2 separate regions of the Danio rerio genome follow, and region 1 is linked to region 2. Evidence: chromatin contacts called from public HiCAR-type data. All regions are on one chromosome and are shown on one strand. The core of a region is the stretch at or near the end of the contact, and the rest is flanking DNA. Distances in the headings are between cores, read along the strand shown.

The links. HiCAR-type assays count read pairs that join an accessible place to other places.
Region 1: a contact with region 2 is called in a HiCAR-type map of caudal fin, with 4 times the contacts expected there. The contact joins two enhancer-like sites. A contact is called at or near these places in 2 of 4 datasets of contacts at active chromatin or transcription factors (caudal fin and embryo).

The regions. Positions count from the first base shown.
Region 1 is chr12:36,638,520-36,642,080 of GRCz12tu, forward strand. All of the region lies in intron 1 of bahcc1b (BAH domain and coiled-coil containing 1b), which reads right to left. Among named protein-coding and RNA genes, the nearest start is that of bahcc1b, 27 kb to the right of the region's middle. Within about 2 kb of position 2,297, at least 57 of the 62 cell types and tissues checked have an H3K27ac peak or open chromatin away from gene starts, as enhancers often do.
Region 2 is chr12:36,427,663-36,431,126 of GRCz12tu, forward strand. No RefSeq gene overlaps it. Among named protein-coding and RNA genes, the nearest start is that of fscn2b, 63 kb to the left of the region's middle. Within about 2 kb of position 1,394, at least 9 of the 62 cell types and tissues checked have an H3K27ac peak or open chromatin away from gene starts, as enhancers often do.

The DNA.
Region 1 (3,561 bases), core at 1,047-3,546, 210 kb after region 2:
GAGAATGGCTAATTAACAAAATTAGGATTTATACGTGATGCATCATACTATGCACCGATAATAATTCATGTTGTATTTCTCTTGTCCTCTGCAACAGGTGGCCTCTTCTGTAGATCAGTTCCAAATCCTGCTGGCTGTTTTATCACTGGACAGCAAGAACACGAGTGATATTTCATAGGGAAGGCTTAAAGGGTGCCCAGACATTGAGTTTTACAAGCTACATGAGCAAACGCCCCCCTTGGCAAAAGGAAACAGTGCTGTACACATATTCTCTCTCGCACACACATAGACTCAATCACACACACTCTATATCCTGACAATGTTAGCTGGAAATAAAATTTTAGTACCCCTGGTAATAATGTGCAAGTCGTGTTGAAGACCAGGGCACAACTGAACACATAGGCATACATATGTTGTATGCACAATCTCTGTTATTAACAAATGCTCAACTGTGGTGCTACATGTTTTGGTGTATCACTGCAAAAAATATCATCATTAAATACAAAAACACTGATAAAAAGTATTAGAAAATTTTACTATTTGCTAAACTGTAATAATAAAACTCAAACAACAATTTGCAAATGAGAGAGCGTTGCATTTTTTGGAGCAGGTTTATAAGTCTCTAAAAAAAACACTGCATTAAAAAACAGATCTAGTGTCTGATCCTAAAACTTCAAATCAAATCCAAAATGCCTCCCCATTCCCCTCTCTGCACGCGCTGCTGTGTTCTTTATAGCTTTTAAATGGGGCTCCTTACAGACCACCACAGGGGGTCTGCAGCTAGCTCAGGGGTAAATGACAGCCATGTTATGTTTATCAGAGTTAACGCTGGAGATTGCATTCAAAATTCCAAACATTATTGGCTAGTTATTGCACTGTAATGCTGACATGCAGAACTCTCTTAAAAACACAGGCGAAATCAATCGAAACGAAAATGGGGCATGACTTCGGCAAAAGAAAGGACGATATTATTTTATTACTTGTTTTGTATTTTTCGTATATCAATCTAGATAGATAGATAGATAGATAGATAGATAGATAGATAGATAGATAGATAGATAGATAGATAGATAGATAGATAGATAGATAGATAGATAGATAGATAGATAGATAGGCCTGCGAAAAAAAGGGACACTCAGGTCTACTTAAACGTCTAGAGAGGTAGTAATTCGCGCATTCGGGGGTGCACCAAATGTGCGTCAAATGATCAATTGTCATGTACTTGGTGACAGACGGACTACGAAAAAGGCAGATCAACCCGAAAGTCGAGTAATCACCCCTCTACGGAGTTATCCATTAATTCAGGGTTAAAGTCTATTTGCATTTAGACAAAGAGAGATCGTCCATCCATCACCGAGTCGAGGGTAAGAAGGAGGGGTAAAATAGTTCTCTTGCAAATAAATCTGTTGCCCTCCGGGGTGCGTTTACATAGGTGTGAACTGCGACTGTTGGAAAGCTGAGAGTAATTCATTTGAAATGCGAAACCTCAACTCACAATACTTTCAAAACAGGCATGCATTTACTTTTCTTTTTTTCAAACACTCTATAATAATTCTCATTTAAAGCATTAACAGGGATTTTTACATGATACGGTGTTTAGCAGATCATTGCTCACAAAGATCGTTAGAAATGTGATTGAATTAATATTTCAACAAGCGCGCGCACAGACCAGACATATAGACTACACAGTGATCAGTTAATGATTTCATCATCACAATTTATTATAACATACTTTCTAATATAATTATATTACCCTGGTTTTCCAATCAATAAAGCCTAGCAAACACTCTTAGCTTTCCAAATTTGGCCAAGCAGAACATCTGACCAGGGCATTAACCACGATCATGAGCTCTCTCTATTTGAAATACTGCATGCTTATTTTAAGGTGGATACGTGTTGAGACTTCAAAAGTGGTATTACATTTCATTAAAAATAATAATAATGATAATTATAATCTCGTTGATTCAATCAATCTTAACTGATAATAAGCTGCGGAATGCATGATTGTCATTTTTTATTTGTTTACTAAATTATATCAGTTTACAAACGATGTTATCTATGAACGCCACACTTCTCCCGTTATTCAGATCAATTTCTCCAACCATGTGTTTTTATGAGGTCAAAATAAAACTGTGGCACGACGGGAATGTACCTATAAGGTTTGCAGTTGTTTGTGTCTATCGAGTCCACGGATCCCCCTTAAATCTGGGCTACGTTTGGTGGGAATTCCTTTTGCGCGGCTGGCCAAGGGCTCCCTCCCGTAGATCCAGCGGGTTTCCCCTCCCCCTCTCCACCTCAGCGGCTGGGTTGGGGAGGGGAGATCCCCTTGCTCGACTCCTCTCCAACCCCGCTACCTAAAGACGCCTGTTAATTTGCGTTAAGAAGAATGGCGCGCCTCCGTTGCTTCAAACCATGTTTTGGAAATGGACGACTGCGCACCTACGGTGGAAGATATGCAACATGCCAAATGTTTTGCGTCTTTGATTCGTCTAGATCGTGCTTATGGAATACAGCAGTGAGGAAGATTGTATCGCTGAGCAGAGCGGACTGTATCGTCTGGAGCAGAGGGAGGGCTAGATAGCTTATTTCACAGTCTTGTCCGAGATCTGTTTTTACATGCAGTCTTTAAAAACAGTAATTGGTACTTGGCACCGCGAGCATGAACGTTCTTCACCGCATACAGCGATCTCATGGTGTCATGCAACATGGTCACGGATGTCGACTATTTGTTAATGTTTCCAAATGGCACTACGAGATCAGCACGCGCTGCAGCATTGGTGCGTCATAATGACCAACAAGAGATTGGAGAATTTGGCGCGAGTTTCGAATCTCGCGCTCGCTTGTTTTCTTCTACTCGACTTCAGATATCAGCCCTGCGATATCAATCATGCTAAATCAACAAGATTTGAATTTTTGTCTGGTTAATCAAATTCATCGTTTTCATATCAAGGATGATTTATATGCATGGGGATGTTTCGGAGGTCGCATTGTCAGGTGGGATACAGTGAATTATTTATATATTTATTTACCCAATATTTTATATATTGCACACTGTTGGCTATAATAAATTGTATATATACAGATTTAATTGAGTCACTGTTAATATACACAAAATATACAATAGGTTATAAATAAAAACACAAACTGCAAAAAGACAAGTGATGTTTCTTACTTTCTTAGTCCTTCATTTTAGACAAAACAGCATGTGCAGAAAACGAAGCTTAAACTGTAATAGCATTTTGTAAAATACCGAATACATTCTGCATTTGTGCAAAATCTAGGCATATGCAATTGTGATTTTGGGAAATTGAAAAATAATAATGATTATATATTACTTTTCAATCAATTAATGTTGTAAATTTTTATTTGTTATAGGCCTATTTATATTTAATTATTCTGGTAAAATGCAATTTATGGATTGTTATTTTAATTTTCTTGTGTGGAAAAATAAACTTATTTATCTTATCATAAAATGTATTGCTACATTATTTCGACATATGCCTGTATGTATATATATATATATATATATATATATATATATATATATATATATATATATAT
Region 2 (3,464 bases), core at 144-2,643:
ATCCGCTGCGTAAAATCTTGCTGGATAAGTTGGCGGTTCATTCCGCTGTGGCGACCCCGGATTAATAAAGGGACTAAGTCGACAAGACAATGAATGAATGTTTGTGTATTTGTTTAACTGCATATGTTAAGGAAACATACTGTTAACCAGAATACTGATTCTACACTGCACAATTGAAATTAAGATTATTTTTAAAATTGTAACAGTATATGGTTATCATTCAATTCAATTCATCCTTATTTCTACAGCGCTTTTACACTGTAGATTGTGTCAAAGCAGCTTCACATAGATTATAGTAAATTGAAGTGTTAGTCCAGTTTTCAGAGTTGAAGTTCAGTTTAGTTCAGTTCAGTGTGGTTTAATTGTCACTGCTGAAAGTCCTAATGCTGAAGAGCAAATCCATCGATGTGCAGCTCTACAAGTCCCAAAACCAAGCAAGCCAGTGGAGACAGTGACGAGAAACAACAGCTCACTAAATGAAGAAAGTGAAGGAAAAAAACCCCGAGAGAAACCAGGCTCAGTTGTGCACGACTATTTCTCCTCTCATCAAAGATATTTTTATATTTCAAAAGTTTAAAAAACAATATTTATTAATTCTAAATGAATCTCTGAAGCATTTCATGTGTTTTGTTATTCTGTGCAACAGCATACACAAAAACTGACAGCATTTTTGCAAGAAATGTTGGAAAAACTGTCAAATATCTTGCATAATAAAACTCAAATACACTAAAACTGTAAATCATAAATGCAAAGAAACTGACAATTGTTTTCATGGCTGTATATCTCATAAAGGGGGAGCGGTGGTGCGGTGGGTAGCACTGTCGCCTAACAGCAAGAAGGTCACTGATTCAAGCCTCGGCTGGGTCAGTTAGCATTTCTGTGTGGAGTTTGCATGTTCTCTCAGTGTTCGTCTGGGTTTTCTCCGGGTGCTCCGGTTTCCCCCACAAATCCAAAGACATGCGATATAGGTGAATTGGGTAAGCTAAAATTGTCTGTAGTGTAAGTGTGTAAATGAGATTGTATGGGTGTTTCCCAGTGCTGGGTTGTAGCTGGAAAGGCATCCGCTGCGTAAAACATATGCTGGATTAGTTGGCGGTTCATTCCGCTGTGGCGACCCCTGATTAATAAAGGGACTAAGTTGAAAAGAAAATGAGAATGAATGAATGAATATCCAATAAAAATGCAATAGTCATTAAAATGTATTGTAGAATTGTTATAAGAGAAGAGTAAAAAGTTTAGGGTTGCAGTCGTCTTCTGTTTCCCTCTGAAAGTATCTGGCCTAAGCCTCACGGGGGATCTATTTTATTTTTTTACTCTGCCATCAGTGTTTGCTGGTATGTTGCCATGGAAACTGCTCATGGTGATGGCCACTGCTGAGTGGGAGTTTAATGAAGGGGGTGTAGATGGTTTCTCCCATACATTAGAATGCAAGCATCATAACAACTGCAGAGTACTGGAGTCCTGCACCATCCAGAGCATGTAGGTGAGTGTATGTCTGTGTGTGTGTGTGTTCTGTTCGAGGATTTATATATGGCTGTATGGTGGCAGCTTGTTTGTTCTTTGTGTGCGTCATGTGATAGAGGCTTGCTTGTGTGTGTGTGTGTGTGTGTGTGTGTGTGTGTGTGTGTGTGTGTGTGTGGAGACAGATCTTATCATTCAAAGCTGGACCCTTTGTTGATGAGAAGACGTCAGAGGGAGTGATTGATGGAGCTGTGAGTGATTCAGTGAGATGAAAGGATGAAGAGTCTTCGCTCAACACACACACACACACACACACACACACACACACACACACACACACACACACACACACATATGCACACGCACATTATGATTGATACATTCAGACCCATGACCCACTGCAGCTCATAGTGAGGCAAATGTTATGCTACATATTGATAACATAATTTTTCTTTTCAAAAACATGTTTAGAACAAAAACATCCATTTTCATTTCATGCACAAAAAAAAAAAATCAGTTTGGACGTCATGCTAAAAATCTATAATAACAGGGGGCATCTAGAATCTTCTATCAAGACACATTTACCAAAATTACACAAGATAAGAAGTTGGTTTCTGTGAAATGTGAAGATAAAGCAAAAAATAAAAGCAGAAAGGTCTGGCAGAAATCAAGTCATTTTCATACCCCATTAGCTGAAACATTATTTGTTCTTGGTTGAAGCATGAAAACACTTCTTCATATTCAGTTTCTCAGAAAATGAGTTAATGCCTACAATTTGAATCTCAGGTAAACAACTTTGATGTCATGATCTATTATTGCGAATGGCTAAAAGTCCTTAAATATGTTTTAGATTTTAAAAATGCACTAGTGCCAACATAAGTTTGGGTGTTATGCTTACTGTCCATAATATTAGCATGATCATGACAAATAATTAGTTGTTTGGTAAATGATTCTTATAACAATTTTTAATTATGAACCTTTAAAATATCCATTTTCATTTGAAGCAACAAAAAAAAACAAATTTGACATTGTTAAATATCAACGACATTAGAATGAGATAAATAATTAGTTAAAGTAGTGGTCCACTATGACATCATATTGTTAACTTTAGTTGATGTGTAATGTAACATAAACAATCAGTTCAATGCAAAGGGAGACATTGGCTTTTACAGAGTTAGCTTAGCAAAGCCTACAGTCAACAAAGTTTGGGGATTACAAAAAAATAGCAGCAAAGGGGCGTAGCCAGAGGTGTTGTATAATATCAAATTCATATTTATCCATCAAACCGCTGTAAACAGCCTTGCATTCTACTTCTCAAATAATGAACTCATAAAAGATATGTGAACATTTCATATTACTTGCACATGCTTATTCTGAATATATGTGAAAGACACTTCATTCATTCATTCCTTTTCTTTTCAGCTTAGTCCCTTTATTAGTCTGGGGTCGCCACAGCGGAATGTACCAACAACCTTATCCAGCATATGTTTCACGCAGCAGATGCCTTTCCAGCTATAACCCACCAAACACACTCATTCACATACATACACTACAGACAATTTAGCCTACCCAATTCACCTGTACCACATGTCTTTGGACTGTGGGGGAAACCGGAGCACACAGATGAAACCCAAACAAACGCAGGGAGAACATGCAAACTCCACACAGAAACGCCAACTGACCAAGCAAAGGCTCGAACCAGCGACCATCTTGTGAAAGACACTTTTTACATTTTATTTTAAGGACGTGTGTGAGGTTCGGCTGTGTCCTCTTCATTTTCTGACTGATTTAGGCACAAACTGATATGGCTAGCAGCTACTGTCACAATTTACACAGCAGAAGCACATCATGCAATTAGAGGCGTGACGCTTTTCCTGGTGACGTTGAGCCAATCCTCGAATTACATCATATTATGTTAGCTGATCAATCAGAGCCTCTTGTGTGTGGACTATCGGAGGAACTAGAAAATATCGTTTTCATGTTAGCTGAGTAGCTGTATATAA